Linked DNA regions of Danio rerio: region 1 is linked to region 2. Evidence: chromatin contacts called from public HiCAR-type data. All regions are on one chromosome and are shown on one strand. The core of a region is the stretch at or near the end of the contact, and the rest is flanking DNA. Distances in the headings are between cores, read along the strand shown. Region 1 has its middle 210 kb from the start of tfap2c. Region 2 holds the start of tfap2c (transcription factor AP-2 gamma (activating enhancer binding protein 2 gamma)).

What was found. HiCAR-type assays count read pairs that join an accessible place to other places.
Region 1: a contact with region 2 is called in a HiCAR-type map of caudal fin, with 6 times the contacts expected there. The contact joins the enhancer-like site here to the promoter of tfap2c in region 2. A contact is called at or near these places in 6 of 18 Hi-C or Micro-C datasets (caudal fin, embryo, hematopoietic stem cells and 1 more) and 2 of 4 datasets of contacts at active chromatin or transcription factors (caudal fin and gastrula embryo).

The regions. Positions count from the first base shown.
Region 1 is chr6:59,053,824-59,058,819 of GRCz12tu, reverse strand. No RefSeq gene overlaps it. Among named protein-coding and RNA genes, the nearest start is that of tfap2c, 210 kb to the right of the region's middle. Within about 2 kb of position 2,944, at least 4 of the 62 cell types and tissues checked have an H3K27ac peak or open chromatin away from gene starts, as enhancers often do. A contact at or near this core is called in caudal fin, where this site is marked.
Region 2 is chr6:58,840,524-58,845,218 of GRCz12tu, reverse strand. tfap2c (transcription factor AP-2 gamma (activating enhancer binding protein 2 gamma)) reads right to left here and starts at 1,563. Exons shown (of 7, transcript NM_001008576.2): 1 at 1,294-1,563. The coding sequence starts at 1,341.

The sequences.
Region 1 (4,996 bases), core at 1,695-4,194, 210 kb before region 2:
CACACTCATACACTACGGCCTGTTTAGCTTAGTCAGTTCCCCTGTAGTGCATGTCTTTGACTGTGGGGGAAACCAGAGCACCTATGCTAACACGTGGAGAATTTGCAAACAGCTAACAGCGCTACCCACTGCGCCACCGTGTTGCCTATTATAGTAGAGCATTTTAATAGTGTTTATAGCATCTTTTTTCATCCTTTAGATATTTTTATATACACAACGATAAATGTTCCAAATCAGAGTTTCAGCACATTCATATGTTGTGTTATGTCTACTGACAGAATTACTTTTCAAAAAATACTCGCCCTCAAAAAAAAAAAAAAAAAAAAGATTTAAAAATAAAAATCATGACAAATAAGTTACATTTTATGTAAATAAAGGCATATATATGAAACCCTGTCGGTCATACACCACCCATCCCTAGCTGGTATCGAACCGGCGGCCTTCCGCATGGGAGTCGGTTGCTCTAACAAGGAGGCTTAAGACCATAGCCTTTAATGTTTGTGGCTAGAGCAGTTCAGAGGAGTGAGGTGTACCAGCACAGCACTTACTAGCTGGCCTGCGTTACATATTCAGTGTTCATAATTAAGTACACTCTATTTTGAAAATGAATATTTTTCTCCATTTCTCAGTGAATCTATATTAAGTGTATTTTGGTGCATTTAAACAAAACAGATTAATTAAACAGATGTATTTATTAAAATAATAGTTTAATCAAACATATTTGGAAATTGAAAGATATTCAATTAAATTCAAGCAAAATATTGCAAAAAACAAACTAAAAAAAATTCAACTAAATGTTTTCATTGTTTTGCTTCTTTTGATTTTTCCTCTTTTTAAATTTGTATTTCATATGTTTCTATAATATATACATTTGGCTGTACAAGTTTTTTGGCCATTATCGTAAGTTATTTTGTTAGATTAGCTCCAGATTTGGCTTCAGCACTGACTAATCTAATGTAAAGTATATGCATAACTATAATGCTGTATAGCTTAATATTAAAAATGTGAATTTAAAAAAGAGATCTGTGAGGGATGTACACATATATGCGGAGGACTGTATGCTCAATGCTTAAATTACTCAATGTTGGTCAATACTTTGATCCACTTAAAAATTTGTGTTAATATAAAAAGAAGGAACCCATTAAAAAACAAGAATATATATTGCTTTATAGAGTAGTCAACATTTTAAGTGATCACCTTCATCAAAGTTGTCTTAAAACTATTAAATAGCACATATTCCTAAATATAAAACATACACATATTTATATATACAAAAGTTTGGGGTCAGTGTTTTTTTTTCCTGTTTTTTATTTTTTAAAGAAAATTATTCTGTTCATCAAAGCAGCATTTATTAAATGTAAAAAAAAGAATGTTTCAAGAAAAATTATATATATTTATTAAACTTTTAAATAGCTGCTTTCGTATTGTATGTCGTTTCAAATGAAATGATTACTTCAGTCATTATTGCTTTTATTACTATTACAATTAATAATATAAAATAGTAATATTATTAATAGTAGTAATATTTATCATTATTATTAGAGTGATTTCTGAAGGATTATGTGACTCTGAAGACTGCTGTAATTTAGCTGAAAATTCATCTTTAAAACCACTGAAATAAATTATTAAATTAAACGATAAACTACTTTTGAACAGTTACAGTATTTCATAGTGCAATAATATTTCAGTTTTACAATTTGTACTGTATTTGTGATTAAATAAATGCAGCCTTGGTGAGCAGGATAAGCTTTTTTTTAAACGTTTAAAATCATACAGACCACAAACTTTGACCAGTATAAAGTCAGAATTATTAGCGCCCCTGAATTATTAGCCCTCCTGTTTATTTCCCCCCTCAATTTCTGTTTTATAACTCATTTCTATTAGCTGATTTATTTTATCTTTGCCATGATGACAGTAAGTAATATTTTACTATCTATTTTTTAAGACACTTCGATACAGCTTAAAGGGACATTTAAAGGCTTAACTAGGTTAATTAGGTTAACTAGGCAGGTTAGGGTAATTAGGCAAGTTATTGTATAATAATGGTTTGTTCTGTAGACTTTCGAAAAAATATATAGCTTAAGGGCTAATAATATTGACCTTAAAATGGTGTTTAAAAAATTGAAAAAAATGCTTTTATTCTAGCCGGAAAAAAAAAAAATAAGACTTTCTCTAGAAGAAAAAAATATTATCAGACATATTGTGAAAATTCCCTTGCTCTGTTAAACATAATTTGGAAAATATTTAAAAAAGAACAAAAAAATAAAGGGGGCTAATATTTCTGAATTAAACTGTATGTACATATTTGAAGTGGATCATCACCTTTCATTAAAGTTGTCCAAAAACTTTTGAACAGCACACATTCTTGTTTTAGGACAATTTTGGGGAAAACAAAAATAGAAAATAAAAAATATAACAGACGATAAATAAATGAATAGTTGAACTACAGACAGCCACTGGCCACTAGATGGAGCCCAAAACTAACGTTTAAAAACCAAACTGCCTCCAGAAGCATCATGTCGTGATAGTAAGCGCGTGGAAATAATTCCATATCAATATACACCATATTTTACACCATTTTAGTTTAAAGTCACATTTTACAATAGTTTTTAATCCACAAAATGAACATAAACCCTTTTGACAATGCTAAAATGCTGTTTTTATGTTGGTTTTTCCGAATATGCCTCTTTTTCCCCCTTAGATAATAAAACGAATGGCAACATTCCTGAATCTGTTTATAAAATGAGATCTACCCAATAAAATTATTTAAAAATATCTACGATTTTAACAGTTCATGTTCTGTATTTGTATTAGGCAATTGTGAGTTGTTATTAGGCGGATTTGTATGTTTGAAATCAATGTTTTGCTCATCTCTCATCAACTCCACGCCAGAGATTTAGTACAGTAGCACATTTAAACGCATTCGTTTCATCCTGCTAACCTGGCCTGCGTGTGCACACTGTGTTGATCTGTAGATAATAATAAATCTCTCTCAGTGTTGTTTAGGTGGAGTGTGTGTGTGTGTGTGTGTGTGTGTGTGTGTGTGTGTGTGTGTGTGTGTGTGTGTGTGTGTGTGTGTGTGTGTGTGTGTGTGTGTGTGTGTGTGTGTGTGTGTGTGTGTGTGTGTGTGTGTGTGTGTGTGAGGACGATCAGTGTGAAGAGCCTGAGGTTCTGCTCACCGCTGATCTGTTCAAACCTGTGATCAGGACAGACTCAGGAAACTATTAGTCGATCTGACATATTTGTGAAGGTTTTAATTCCTTTTTAATTAGTTAACGAGGGTCTTTTGCCTCAGAAACCTTTAAAGACTTGAGCTCTGAACGTTTTTTCCGACATTGAATGTTTTAAACCTTTCACACAATTATGAATGTTCTGTGTACACCCTCAAAAATCGCTAATTATTTATAAACTGTACAGCTTTAAATAAGCATTTGAGTTGGTATAATTATAACTAACAAGTACTGTTTAATATTAAGCTTATTTATTTCTATAGGGCGTCACGGTGGTCACTGGTTCAAACCCCGGCTGGGTCAGTTTGCATTTCTGTGTGGAGTTTGCTTGTTTTCTCCGTGTTGGCATGGGTTTCCTCCTGGTGCTCCAGTTTCCACAAGAGTCCAAAGACACGGTATAGGTAAATTGAATAAGCTAAATAAGCCATAGTGTGTGTGAAAGAGTGTGTATGGGTGTTTCCTAGTTTTGGGTTGCGTGAAACATATGCAGAATAAGTTGGCGGTTCATTCCGCTGTGGAGACCCCTGATTAATAAGGGAACTTAGCCGAAAATTAATGAATGAATGTCTCTCTACACAGGGGTTCTCAATGTCTAGGTCCCCATTAAAATTTTATTAATGTCAAAGGTCCGGAACAGTTGATATTACATAACTTGTATTTTATAAACATCCATGATATCCATCACAAGTCACACTATTAATTTTCCTTTAAATAAAGTGCCATTCGCATTCAAAATACCATGCAAATGTGGCAAAGCCACTAATATAAGTGCATTTTGTACAAAACGCAACAAAAGCTAAGCCAAAAAGCAATACTATATGGATGCAGCCATGATGATGCAGACTGAGATCGCATTTCTCAGAGATGCAATGTCAGACACAATGCACTCAATGGAGCTAGTGATGTCATGGTGTAGGGTTAGGTGTGGGCACGTTAATCGGTGCTTTTGAAAACATTATGGGTTGGGATTAGGGAAGTGTTTTGGGTGGCTCAATGGGTGCTTTTAAAAACACTATTGGTTGGGATTTGGGGAGGGGGGTGGACACGTCAATCAGTGCTTTTGAAAACACTATGGGTTGGGTTTAGGGAAGTGTCGTGGGCGGGTTGATCTGTGCTTTTGAAAACACTGTCAGTTGGGTTAAGGGGAGTGTCGTGGACACGTCAATCAGTGCTTTTGCAAACACTATCGGTTGGGTTAAGGGGAGTGTTGTGGACACGTCAATCTGTGCTTTTGAAAACACTATCAGTTGGGTTAAGGCACAGGTGTCAAACTCAGTTCCAAAAGGGCCACAGCCCTGCACAGTTTAGTTCCAACCCTAATTAAGCACACCTGATCAAACTAATTGAGTCCTTCAGGCTTGTTTGAAACCTACAGGTAAGTGTGTTGGAGCAGGGTTGGAACTAAACTGTGCAGGGCTTCGGCCCTTCAGGAATTGAGTTTGACACCCCTAGGTTAAGGGGAGTGTTGTGGACATGTCAATCGGTGCTTTTGAAAACACTATCGGTTGGGTTAAGGGGAGTGTTGTGGACACGTCAATCGGTGCTTTTGAAAACACTATCGGTTGGGTTAAGGGGAGTGTTGTGGACATGTCAATCGGTGCTTTTGAAAACACTATCGGTTGGGTTAAGGGGAGTGTTGTGGACACGTCGATCTGTGCTTTTGAAAACACTGTCGGTTGGGTTAAGGGAAGTGTTGTGGACATGTCAATCAGTGCTTTTGAAAACACTATCGGTTGGGTTAAGGGGAGTGTTGTGGACACGTCAAT
Region 2 (4,695 bases), core at 314-2,813:
GCAATAATAACGTATGCAAGGCTGAATTAAACCATTGCTTGCTTTAATTTATATGCATTTTTTTCTATTTAAATAATTAAAACATGCATTAGGCTACTTAATTAATTTCATCCTTAAACTGTAAGTTTATTGATCAAATCGCAGATTTGACTCAAATCAACGCGGTTAATTCGATGTTATCACATGCAACGTGTAGTTTTACCTATCCAAACATTTTTACAAAGTCTTTTGTTCTCTTTCTCATTCAGATGACTGAAACATCAACAGAGGTGCTCGTCTTTTGAGTCGGTGTTCGGCTCTTGTGCATTCATGACTTCTATTGTCAGGCCAAGTTGCTCGGATAGTTTACTGTCACCAGAATCACATGAATGACAAAGAGCGACGCGACATTTCTAGACAGCTTAGGCGACCGCGGGAATTAGTCTTCGAGGTTTTCACTCATATTCATCCTGAAAACAGATATCGAAAACAACGGTGAGTGGACAATGATGCGACTCTTAAATAAAGCAGGGTTAATGTAACTCAACGCTGGGTCAAATATGTACAACTGCTGCGTAAAAAAGCATAATGTCAATTTAATTGAAATGTGAGTTTGTCCATAGCTGCTTGACCCAATGTTGGGACAACTTAGCACTTTTTAAAGAGTGTAAGTTTAAATACAGGCCAACAAAAAATGTGCATTGACAAAACGTGCAATAACTGCGTCTGAAATGAAATTGCGTTGACATTTTTATTAAGCCTATAATCATTGTGATTACTATTTTATTATTATTAAATGCAAAACAAATTTTGATAATAGCCTATATATATATATATATATATATATATATATATATATATATATATATATATATATATATATATATATATACATATATATATATATATATATATATATATATATATACATATATATATATATATATATATATATATATATATATATATATATATATATATATATATATATATAGTGTGTTTATTGATTTATGCATTTGCGTTGTAGTTAAATAATATTTTAAGGAACGCATTTTGTCTTTGGATGTGCAAATGCGCATTTAAAAATGTAAAAATAAATAAGACTATTGCTTATTTTCTTCATCGTAAATTGTAATGGTTATACAAGCTGCGAACCATTGCTTCTAGAAAACTTTTTTCTTCCCCTAGAGCTCACTTTGCATACGATTTGTAAATAGAAAACATCTAATTTCCGCGTTTTAAAATTATAAGCACACAAAATGCGCGCGTCTCCGCATAAAATAAAAAAGCGCGCGCCTCCTCAGTTCCTCTTACCTCGCAGTCATCTTCATACTTGACGTTATCTGCTAATTTCCACAACATGTTGTTTCTGTGAGGCTGGATCTCAGAAGTGTGTATCTGTGCAAGAGTTAGTTTGCGGTCTAGAAAATAATCCAGAGAGTCCGGCGCGCGCTGCGCACAAGTGAAGCATCAACTCAGTGTTGAAGGAGGAGGAAAACTGAAGAGAAACTGACGCACATCGAGACTCGAAACTAATTGCACGAACAACTAACTCGATCCAAAGTGAAACGCGGGACAGAAGCAGTGACTCCCTCTGACGGACAGTCTCGACTCGCTGACTCGCTTTGGACTCTCAACACTATATTCACACGAGCCGCTTGTGGGCGTTAAAAATCTGGGTGGAGGTGACGTCAGAGCAAACAAGCTGGAGTTGATTGGTCGCTGTCAGAGCGATGGACCAATCACAAATCCGTCCGTCTGTTCTGAGGGCCAATTAATCCTGAACGAAAAAGTTGTGATGTTTTCGCCATTTAATGACAGAGAGTGCACAGACAACAGCTCTCTGAAAACATCTTTAAAGCAAAATTTATACAAAAAGAGCTCAGGGATAGCTTAATTAATGTATCAGGGCTCTTTGGGTAAGGAATTCATCAGAATTAACGGGAAAAAAAAGTTTGAGGCACTTGAAAAACTTAATAAAAAGCCTTTATTGGCATGGCTATTGCTTAAAACGGCGCCTACGTGGTTCGGTAAACTCTTGCCTTCATCGGGGCAACAGAGCTCGCGTGCGTCTGGAGTTTCTATTGAACACTATATGGTCTCGTGACTCATCTGAAGAATATTAAATACAATATACTGAACTCAGGTCAACTCAACACAGCAGTTTCAAAAGCTAACGTGGGTTAAATATGGACCGACGCAATACAATAATGACCCTTGCTGGATTTGTGCAGGTAGGTTTGTGCACGTTTGAGTTGAAACAACCCTGCATTTTTAGAGCAAAAGAGTGATGAATTAAGCCCAAACTATTGCAGGCCAATAAAACTAAGGACTTTAAATTAAAACGGAATGTTATAATAATTGAATAAATATGAGACAGACAGACAGACAGACAGACAGACAGACAGACAGACAGACGGATGGATGGATGGATGGATGGATGGATGGATGGATGGATGGATGGATGGATGGATGGATGGATGGATGGATGGATGGATGGATGGATAGACAGACAGACAGACAGACAGACATATAATATTTTATAATATTTACATATTTCAAAAAAAGTAGACAAACGATAAGATATTTTTTGCAAAACATAATCCATTATATTTTAGTCTGACTCTATAAAAACAAAAGCATAAGATAAAGATGTTAAAGAAATTAAACATCCACTAATTTTACACTTACATACACTGCACCAATGTATTTAGAGTGTAACAGAGAAATATTTTTAAATTAGATAAATACGCAACATTTATGATACTATATGATACTATAAAGACAATATAATAATAATGCTAATAATAATAATACTAGTAAAAATAATAGTGGTAATAATAATAATAATAATAAATAAATAAAACAACAATAAAAAATAACCAAAATAATAATAAAATGATCAGCAACAACATAGCAAAATAATGCAATTTATAAATAATTATATTATATAATACTTATATTTCATATTTATTATAAACATTAATATTTTTTATTAATAACACAAAGTAATATATACATTTTAAATATGGATAACAGACTGTAAATAAATACCGGGTCATTTCAATCCAATTTTGGGTGAAATAGAGACTAACCTAACTCCTGGGATATTTTTTTTATTAAAATAATAGGACTAAATGTTACTCAGCGGTTTTGTTAAGACATATCTGTACCCAATTTGGATTTAAATAACCCAGCATTACTTAGAATAAAAAATATATAAAAAGACCGGAAAACGTCCTCGAATTAGACATTTTGAAATCCGTAAAAATAACTATAATTCCTTTAAGCAAGCAAAAGAATCAAAATAAGGAAGAAAGCACGCTAAGAAGAAAGCAAACTGCCTAAATGAAGGATAATCCCGCTTAAAGTCGGCCGTGTGCAGGAGAATTAAATGTAATTATGGGTCAAATCGCCCGCGGCTGTTTGTCCTCGGCTCGGACTCGGTGAAATGAAGCGGGTTTGATTCTCTCTGACCTGACTGCATGCAGAGTTTCATCAGGTTTGATTCTCCGTTACTGTCAGATCTTTCACACAATCTACTGTAACCCCTAAGGACAAACATCTACTTATGTAACCTGGTGAAAGCGCAAGCAAAACACACACTTCAAAGCAATAATGTGATGCATCAATGACAATTGTCATAACACAAATTATTATTCAGCCTATATTTGTGCATAGTGAAATCTGAAATGTCTAATTTGGTGTAACTTTAAAAACTCACTTATAGTTTTAGTTAAACTCAAATGCAATGCTAATATGTGACCGAAAATAGCATGCGAATAAGATGATTTGTTTTAATAGCGATTTTAACATGCATGCATTAGGCTTCGTCTGTTTTTAGCTTAAATTCGTATCAAAAAGCATTTTGGACTCAAATAAAAGCAGTTAATTTAGATGTTATCATACGCAATGTGTAATTCCCCAAACAATTTAGGTGCAAAACGTGATATTTTAACTGATTTATTGATGTATTTTAAAATGTATTAATTACTAAAGGTGCTTTTCAATTTGCAGGCCCCGATAAGGGAACAATAAGGCCCCAAAGCGCTTAAAATATATAATACGCATACTGCGATACACATTCATTGTAATATTTAAATTAAATGCAGGCTTATTTATTTGTTTTTTTTAGTAATAATAAAATTTTAGTAACACAAATAAATAAATATAATTAGACATAGGATTGATCGTAAAACTCTGCAGCTCAGTTTATTCATTTTTGCGCAGTTTCTTTTTAAATATTCTCTCAATTATCTGCTAAAGACCTATTTAGCATTGTAATCTATATTTCAGGCTTGAATTTGAAAAATTAATGTCTAATCTGTTGCTGTTGTTACAAACTGATCCATTACCAGATAGATTTGTAACAGAAGATGAGTTGTAACACCAACAGGAAAAAAGGAGAAGCTGGTTGCCTTAAATGTTTAACCTGAATCAAATTAACCTTACGAGTCCATTGGACTTATATTATAATAAACTGACTTAAAATAGCGTGTGCAACTTATAAAATTAAGTTAGAACATGATTAACTTGATTTAATAAGTTACAATAAACTAAAAGCATATGCTGTCATGACTAACTTACCATATAATGTTTTACAGAGTACAAATAAAGACCAATAAGCTTCGATTTAATAGAATAAATACATTATTAAAATTATGTGAGAGTTATTTTTTATTTAATGCATTACATACAGTCATTTTACAGTTTAAA